3 separate regions of the Sus scrofa genome follow, and all the other regions are linked to region 3. Evidence: chromatin contacts called from public HiChIP or PLAC-seq and promoter capture Hi-C data. All regions are on one chromosome and are shown on one strand. The core of a region is the stretch at or near the end of the contact, and the rest is flanking DNA. Distances in the headings are between cores, read along the strand shown. Region 1 holds the start of C1H9orf16 (UPF0184 protein C9orf16 homolog). Region 2 holds the start of NUP188 (nucleoporin NUP188 homolog). Region 3 holds the start of GLE1 (nucleoporin GLE1).

Region 1 (2,700 bases), core at 197-2,696, 280 kb before region 3:
CTGCCCTGCTGATGGAGCCCCACCCTGCCTGCTAAATAAAGATATCCCCCCACCCCCAGCCTGTGCTCCTTGACCCCTGTCCCATCTGGGAGGAGGACAGGCAGAGGGTGGGCTCACATTAGCATCGCTCTTGGACCCCCCTTTGTGGTCTTCAGCAAAGGATAGAGGCCACAGAACCGATAGCCAGCATTTTTTTTTTTTTTTTTTGCTGCACCCACAGCATACGGAATTTCTGGGCCAGGGATCAAGTCTGAGCCGCAGGTCCTGCTTCCCCAGGTACACTCCCAGGACCCTTCTGGAGCCCAAGACTCATCCCTCTCCAGGAATGGCTTGGGTGCTCTCTGCCACCTGCCCCAGCCATGGACACAGCATCTTCTGAGGGGGCTGAGGGCAGGTATCCAGCCCCAAGTGGTAGGGAGTAAGCAGAGGCTTGGCTGGAAGGGGGTACTAGGGGGACAGAGGGAGGAAGGGTACCCACCCCTCAACATCAAGGAGGGTCAGCTGACTTGGGTGGGGGCAGTTCACTGCGATTCTTCCCACTCTGGCTCCGTGGAGGGCGTCGCCTCCACTCAGCCTGGTTAAGGGGAAGGCAGGGCTGCCCTTATGTAAGTCAGTGGTGGCTCTGACCACAGGAGGACTCACTGTGCCTCCGTGTTGCTCAGTTGAAACAATAAGGCAGCTTCTGGGACAGAGAGGATCCCTTCCTGCTGTCATCATCGGGGTCTGGGCCTGACCCCACCTAGAGGCTGGCCTGTTCACAGGAACCGCCAGTGTGAGGCCAGGACCAGGCTGTAGCAGCCATGGGGCCTCCTAGCAGCTTCAGCTACAAGAGCCCCAATAAGTGAGCCCCTCTCCCCAGACGCGGACCGGACTCAGGGGCACCCCTGAACGGGTTCACGGCTCTGAGTCCAGCTCAGGAGCAACGCTTTCTGGCTGGGTGACTTTGGGCAGGCCTCCCCTTCCCAGCTGGTAAAAAGGATAGGGTGTGATGGCAGCTGGGTAGACTTTATCCGGAAGCCTTCCCGGACTGACAGCCACAAGCTGCACTCTCCTGACCATGACTCTCAAGGTGGCTGTGAACGGATACCTTCTCCATACATTAGGGGCCCTGGAAACCACGCATCTCAGATTTTGCCCACGCAGAGGCGCTGGCTAGCTTACCCGCAGGTCCTCAGCTGCAGTATGGGTTGGAGTAGGGGTCCCAGGCTGCCCTGCTCCTCTGTCGGGCTCACGTGCCCTCGCCGAGGGCCAAGCCCGCACCACCTGACATTCTCGGCAGGATGCCCCAGGATGGTCTCTCCCGGCGGCCGGGATGGGGGCGGGCCCGGGGCCTGGGCTGGGGTCGGAGGACGTCTGGCGGAAGTGGGCGGAGCTCGACTGTGAGGCAGGGTGGGGGCGGGGCTCGAGCGTAGGGGCGGAGTCTGGCGGCAGAGCAGGGGCGGAGTTCCGGCGGTGGGGCGGAGAGAGGGCGGAGCTCGGGCCCCGGGGCTCCGGCCTCGGGGGCGGGGCCCCGGCCACCCAAGCGCTTTCCTCCGGCGCGTTCCACCCTTCCGGCTCCGAGTTCCATTCACCGCCTCCACCTTCCGCCTGGTGCCGGCTGTCTGCGCGACCGTCGCCGCTTTCCATCGTCGCGCGGTCCTTGCGGCGCCCGAGCCCGCAATGTCGGGCCCCAACGGGGACCTGGGCATGCCGGTGGAGGCGGGCGCGGAAGGCGAGAATGACGGCTTCGGGGAAGCAGGTGACCCAGAGGGCTGCTGAAGCGACGTTTGCTTTCTCGGGGGTGCCCTCCTGAGAAGGGGAATTGGAGCTTGGGATAGGGGCAGGGAAGGGACTGCAGAGCCTTCCCCATCCCCCCGCCCCAGGGTGGGTCGGGAGCTGCAGGCGCCCCGGGAGAGCACTGCCAGCGGGTCCCTGGAAATCGTAGCAATCGGGAACTTCCGTGGGCAAACCCCGTTTTCCAGACGGGGAAACTGAGGCCGCTTCAGGGTCCCTCGCTCTTTGGGGACTGGGATTTGTTCCAGCCACTTCTTTCAGTCCTTGTGGGGACCGAGGCTCCTGGGGGGGGGCGGGGCCGGGCGTGGACCCTCTGGGTGGGCGTGCCAACTTGCTGAATCAGCATCCCCTGCCCCCTTTGCTGGTGTGGCTTGGAGCCCTGGCGAATGTGACTTGCTTACTAAAGTCGCCTGTTGCCTGCACAGCACTGCGGGGGGTGGGGGTGGGGGTGTGGAGAGAGAACCGTCAGCTCCCTTCTCACCTTCTGGAGCCTCCGTTTCCCCATCTGCAAAATAAGAATGATGGTTAGTGTCTTCTGCATTGAGATGGGCCAGGATTAAATGAGAAAATGAATGGAAAATACTTAGCAGGTTCCAAGCACGCAAGTGTTCTGAAAGTGGTTATTATTCCCTTCAGTGTAATAAAAATTAGTTTATTAATTTAGAGGGCAGGACAGTAAGCATGGGCTAAGTATGGAGTCTGCTTTTGGTTTGTTTTCAGGAACAGCTTTATTGAGTTATAATTCACATCCTATACAATCTAGCCACTTAAATTGTACAATTCGGTGGGTTTTAGGTTATTCAAAGAGCTGTGCACCTATCACCACAATAGCTTTAGAACACGTCCTCTCTCAGGGTCTGTGTTTAATAAAGAGGTAGAGTAAGTGGGGTAAGTGGTAAGCTGCCGGTTTGCCGGGGGCACTGCTGG
Region 2 (2,810 bases), core at 92-2,591, 370 kb after region 3:
GGTGGGGGCCTGGTGCTTCTTGGACTCAGAAGATGACCGCTTGGCATTCTGGTATAGCACCACCAGGCAGGCCAAGGTGGCCAGCAGAGACCAGTAGGCCAGGAGGTAGACTCGGGTCTCCGTCTGGAAGAGGAACTGAAAAAGCCAGAGCAGGGGATTCCTGCGGATGAGCCGGTGAAGCCAGGGCAGGACCACGCCAAGGCCCAGCACACAGGTCATGAGGTGGAAGAAGATGGAGGAGGCCCAGGTGCCTGAATCCATGAAAACAAAGAGGGTGCTGAAGAAGATGCCCATGAGCACCATCCCTACCACCACCACCAGCAGGAAGAAGTCCAAGGGGTCTCCCTGGCTTTCCACCACAGTCAGAGACCGCTTAATGAGCTGGTTGAGCATGAAGCTGATGCCACCCAATACCAGCAGAGCCTCTCCAGGGGTGAAGCAGCGGGGCAACAGGTACAGCAGGATCATGTTGAGGTAGACGAAGATCAGCAGGACCTCCAGGACCTCTATCACCTCGCCTACACTCAGAGAGTGCTTCATGATATAAATGATGACACCTCCAGCCAAGCCCGAGATGACACAGGTGTTGGTGGGCACCGGGCGAGTGATGCCCAGAGCCAATACTGACGAGAAGAGGGCCACTGCCATGCCAGTGGCCGCCACCACAATTCCAAAGCGCTCAAAGTATGGGTTCCCCGCAGCCTGGCAGCGCTCCTTCATAACCAGTCCGAGCAAAGGCATGACCACCGAAGCGGGCAGGAGGCCACTGTTTGCGGACATTCGGAACTGGAAGACCGCGCTTCCCTGCTGTAGCAGTCGGTCCCACTTGTATTGGACGTAGAAGGCCTGCACGGCGAGGGCCACGGCGCACCACGAGTACCGATCCCACACTGCTGCGTGGATGCTCAGTACCACTATGAACACCACCGCTGCCTCTGCCAGCACGGACCCGCTCAGCGGAGCCCCGGACCCAGAGGCCGGAGGAGCGCACTCTCGGGTCATGTCTCTAGATCTGGGACCCCGGGGAAACCCGGGTGACTGGAGATGCCTTGGATTCTGGGCTCCTCAATCCTCGCCAGGCACAGAGCGGTAGCTTCACCCAGCCAGCACGTTCTCTATCCGCTCTCCTGCTGCCAGAAGGGAAGCGCCACTGAATGATCACTCTGTGCAGGCAAGGAGCTGGCGTCAGGTCACGCTCCAACGTCTCCCACCTCAAGCGTAGGTGTCGCTCCTCCACCGACTCCCTCACTGACTCGACCGCCCTCGCCCGGGAGTCCTCACCGCTCCGGGCCACGCCATGTTGGCCCCGCCCGCCGTCACGTGACGAAAAGCCCCGTCCACGCCCCGGAGGCGAGCGGTCACGTGGGCGCGGCGTCTGGGGGCGGGGCTAGGGCGCGCGCGCGCGAAGATGGCGGCGGCCGCCACCGGGCCGTGTGTGAGGTGCGGAGCGGGCCGAGTCAGCGGGGGTGGCTGTTAGGCGCCGGGTCGAATCCGAGCCGGAAGCGGGGCGGGATTTGAGGGCACGATGTAGCGGCAGTGGCGGGGCGAAGGCCGGCTAGGCGGACGGGCGCCGGGATGGAGGCGGTTACGGCCAAACGGTCTCGGCGCGCGGGCATCTGAAGCGACTTCTCGGAGAGGGGGCCGGTGCCTTACCCCTTCCCTCGGCGCCCGCCTCCGGTCTCCGGTTCCTTTCCCTTCTTCCCCTCTCCCCGTGGCGCGTCCCTCGGCGCCCCCCTCCCGCTTCCTGGCTGGCGTGACGCTCCCTCGAGGCGCGACGGGGCGCTTCGCGGTCGCCCGGGGAGCCCCCACCCCGTCCCCGCCGCAGCCTCCTGGGCCCTTCCCGGCGGCGCTCCCCAGGGTCCCGCATGTGCTCTCCATGGAAGGTCTGTTTCGGGCGTCGCCGAGCCACGTTCCTGCAGTTTCTGCCCTCTTGGGCCGCCCAGCCTTTCATTCATCCATCTATTCATTTTCTCCTGTATTGATTCCGTCAGCGGACACCCCACGCACTGTACTGGGCTTTGGGGACGGGAAGATAAAATACTCAAAAGAAAGAGACAGTTCTTACTTCTGGAGCGATACCAGCGCCGGGCTGGCGAGGCGCGTTCTTTTCCATGGCTTTATCTCCTTGAACTCCCACGACTCCGAGCGGCACCTTGTGTTTTACGGATAGATGACTCATAGACCCAACTCAGAACTGGCGGAGGGGTCCGGTGAGGCTTCGAACAGGCGTGTGTCTGCCTCTGGATCTGTAACCAGATCGCCACACTTCCATCTTCCACTTACAGCTCGAAGCGGCTTCCATTCTCGCGGCCACCCTCCCGGCTAACCGTCCCCTTGTCACTTCTTCCCTGTGCCTGCAGTGTTTCGCTACTTTTTTTGGCTTTTCACTACTACTCAACACTCCGAAGAGCATGGAATAGGCTCTGAGTAAATATTTATGACAAGTATTGCCCTTGTTCTCTGTACGACTTCCTGCGCCTCTCTGCTCAAGTGACTTTTTTTTTTTTTTTTCCATTGTGATGATACTTTTTAATCATGTAAAGTTTCAAGTGAGATTTCTCTTCTCTGGAATTTCCATCGAACTATTTCTGGAGCAGTTTGTGTTTTTCTCCTCCGCTGTTTTTCATGTCAGCTCTTGTATCGGGCAGCATTGTGGTCGCTGTGCTCTCCTTTTTTTAGGCTTGTCTTACAGTCCTTGTGGAGCTTGGGTAAAGGTCAGCTCCTGCAGGGCCAGGCGCGTTCTTCAGTGAAAGAGAGGGCAAGGAGAGGGAAGCGGTTAGTTTGCCTGAAAGATGCTTTCTTCATCCTGG
Region 3 (2,700 bases), core at 118-2,617:
CTTTGCTTCAGCCCCTAGCCTGGGAACTTTCATATGCTGCGGTACAGCCCTAAAGAGCCAAAAATGAATAATTAAACAAATCTGACTACAGTAGCTCATGTCGCTGTGGATTAAGGTGCAGTGGGTTAAGGAACTGGCGTTGCTTCAGCTGTGACATAGGTGGGGCTTGGATTCCATCCCTGGCCTGGGAATTTCCATATGCCATGGGTGCAGCCAAAAAAAAAAAAAAAAAAAAAGACAGTTGGCAAACTCACACCCATGTGTATTCATTTCTGTATAACTCATGACTCTTATTTTTGTCAAACTAATGGAAACCTCTTCAGTACAGAGCTCTGCTGTGGGTGATGCTGGTGTGGGAAACACCCCCCTTGGGGGCCATTGCTGGAATTCTCCCAACAACGTTCTATTTTTCTTTGTAAAATACTGTATGACAAAAAGCCCAGAGTGTTTTTGATAAATGAAAAATGTTTCTATTGCTTCAGACTCCAGAGCGTTTTCCTTTCTGCCTCAACTGAGATCCCATGAAATGGGGAAAAGAGTCAAAAGTTCAAGTGTCCCTATTTAAAGCTGGCCTCCGGCAACGGTGAATCATTTGTTGAGGTAGAATTCACGTAACATAAAATGCATTCTTTTCAAGTGCATGATCCAGCGGTTTTTCGTATATTCAAAGTTGTGCAACCACCACCTTTATCTAATTCTTGAACATTTTCATCACCCATAAGTGAATCCCGTACCTGTTAGCATCCACTCCCCATTCCCGTCCTCCCAGCCCCTGGCAACCACTAATAAAGTCCCTATGTCTTTTTGGCTTTGTCACTTTGCCCATTTCACATAAATCACAATATGGTGACTGTCTCCTTTCACTTATAGTGTTTTCAAGGTTTCATGTTGTAGGCGTGTATTCGTACTTGATTTTTGTGGCCCAATATTCCATTGTGTGGATACACCATATCTTATTGACTCATCAGTTGATAGGCACTTGAGCTTCCATCTTTTGGCAATTGTACATCATGCTGCTACCAATATTCTACGTTCTTTGTGGACACGTAGCTTTTGGGTATATACGAAGCTGAACTGCCGGGTCAATGTTAACTCTTTAACCTTCTGACCAAGTGCTAGACTGTTTTCCACAGGAGTTGCCCCCTTTTAGACCCCCATCGGCAGTGTCTGAGGGTTCCAATGCCTCTGCATTCCTCATCACCACCTATTCAGTTTTCTGCAAGCTCAAAGGGCCGGCCTTCGAAGGCCTTCGGTCTACCCAGCTCCCTGGAACGCAGCGACAGTCCAGAGCCGAGCTCCGTGCGCAAGCGCGTCAGTGGGCGGGCTCGGCGCAGGGGGCGGGGCCATGCGGACGTTAGGGGCGGGGTTGCAGTGCGCAGCTGCGTGCGCGCCCCGGAAGCGGAAGCGAGCACCCGTTTCCGGGCGGCTGATTCGAGGAGTTGTTTTGTCTCCGGCGGCACCTGTGAGGAGCTGCTTCGAGGCAGGCCATGCCTTCGGAAGGTCGCTGCTGGGAGACCCTGCAGGCGCTGCGCAGTTCGGGCAAAGGTCGCCTGTGCTACCACCGCGACTGGCTGCTGCGGGGCGAGGTGAGCAATGGCCCAGAGGCGCGTCACGGGACGCTGCTTCTTTGTAACAACCAGCCGTTGACTCCTGAGTGCGCCTCACCCTGCCTTGGCGTTTCTGCCTTCTCCCGCCTGGTTTGGCTTTTCGGGGAGCCCCTATTCAGAGGTGCCCTTCTCTGGAGGTTTCAGTGCTCTCCTCCAGGCCGGAGTCAGGCGCCCCTGCCTCTTAGGGTCAGCGAATTTACTGCGCGTCTCTTCCGTTGGGAGATCCAGATTTAGCGGTGAAAGGTTAATGTGACCTAACCTATTGCTCCCAATGAAAAGACCAGATTTTTAGATGACATTGGGCAGACCTGGAAAGTGTAATGGGGGCGTGGTCCGTGCACCTGGGATTTGCAAAGCCCTGTACTGTAGACAGTTAAGGCTCAGCTCTTCTTCCCGAGTTGCTGGTAATCTAGGTACAGACGTGACGTTTGTCTCTTCAGGCTTAAATGTGTCAGTTCTAAAGCATTTCCTTGTTATGTCTTTGACAGTTTTAAAGAATACATACTTTATATAGCATGAATCCCAGCACGAGTCTGTTTGGTGTAGACTCAGGTTATGCGTTCTTGGCAGGAATACCACAGAAATGATGCTGTGTTCTCAGTAAGTCACATGAATAGGTCACATCAGTAACACACAGGTGCTTCATTCCAGCCCAGCACTGGTGATGGCACTGACCTTGATCACATGGTCACACTGGTATCTGCCAGATACCAATCCACTTGAAAATCATTTTTCCCTTTGTAATTGATTACTGTTTTGTGGGGGGGTATTCCAAGATTAGACCAATATATTTTTTTTCTCATCAAACCTCCACCCTTAGCGTTTATTGACGACTTCTGCATGAATTAGTCTCTTCTGTGATGTAGCCAAATGGTGTTTCTTTATGTCTACCATTCCTTATACATATTGTAAGGAAGTGCTTTCGTTTCTCCCGTTTAATTATTTATATCACTATCCTCACGGGTTCCTGTTTTATTCAGTGAGTTATGATCCATTACTTGTAACCTTGTATGTGTATTTCCGTCTTTTATTTTTATTTTTTTGGTCTTTTTAGGGCCGCACTCATGGCATATGGAGGTTCCCAGGCTAGGGG

The links. Promoter capture Hi-C pulls out the DNA fragments that hold promoters and counts their contacts. HiChIP or PLAC-seq counts read pairs in DNA pulled down with a chosen protein or histone mark.
Region 1: a contact with region 3 is called in a promoter capture Hi-C map of liver, with 4 times the contacts expected there. The contact joins the promoter of C1H9orf16 here to the promoter of GLE1 in region 3. A contact is called at or near these places in 1 of 5 promoter capture datasets (liver) and 1 of 2 datasets of contacts at active chromatin or transcription factors (alveolar macrophages).
Region 2: a contact with region 3 is called in an H3K27ac HiChIP or PLAC-seq map of alveolar macrophages. The contact joins the promoter of NUP188 here to the promoter of GLE1 in region 3. A contact is called at or near these places in 1 of 5 promoter capture datasets (liver) and 1 of 2 datasets of contacts at active chromatin or transcription factors (alveolar macrophages).

What each region holds. Positions count from the first base shown.
Region 1 is chr1:268,614,594-268,617,293 of Sscrofa11.1, forward strand. C1H9orf16 (UPF0184 protein C9orf16 homolog) reads left to right here and starts at 1,447. Exons shown (of 2, transcript XM_001927625.5): 1 at 1,447-1,738. The coding sequence starts at 1,660. It overlaps LCN2 (lipocalin 2), which reads left to right. Exons shown (of 7, transcript NM_001244410.1): 7 at 1-52.
Region 2 is chr1:269,258,155-269,260,964 of Sscrofa11.1, forward strand. NUP188 (nucleoporin NUP188 homolog) reads left to right here and starts at 1,342. Exons shown (of 43, transcript XM_021069837.1): 1 at 1,342-1,440. The coding sequence starts at 1,409. It overlaps DOLK (dolichol kinase), which reads right to left and starts at 1,330. Exons shown (of 1, transcript XM_001928919.5): 1 at 1-1,330. The coding sequence starts at 1,002.
Region 3 is chr1:268,892,914-268,895,613 of Sscrofa11.1, forward strand. It overlaps GLE1 (nucleoporin GLE1), which reads left to right and starts at 1,368. Exons shown (of 16, transcript XM_003122222.5): 1 at 1,368-1,586. The coding sequence starts at 1,488. It also overlaps a transcript of ODF2 not described here.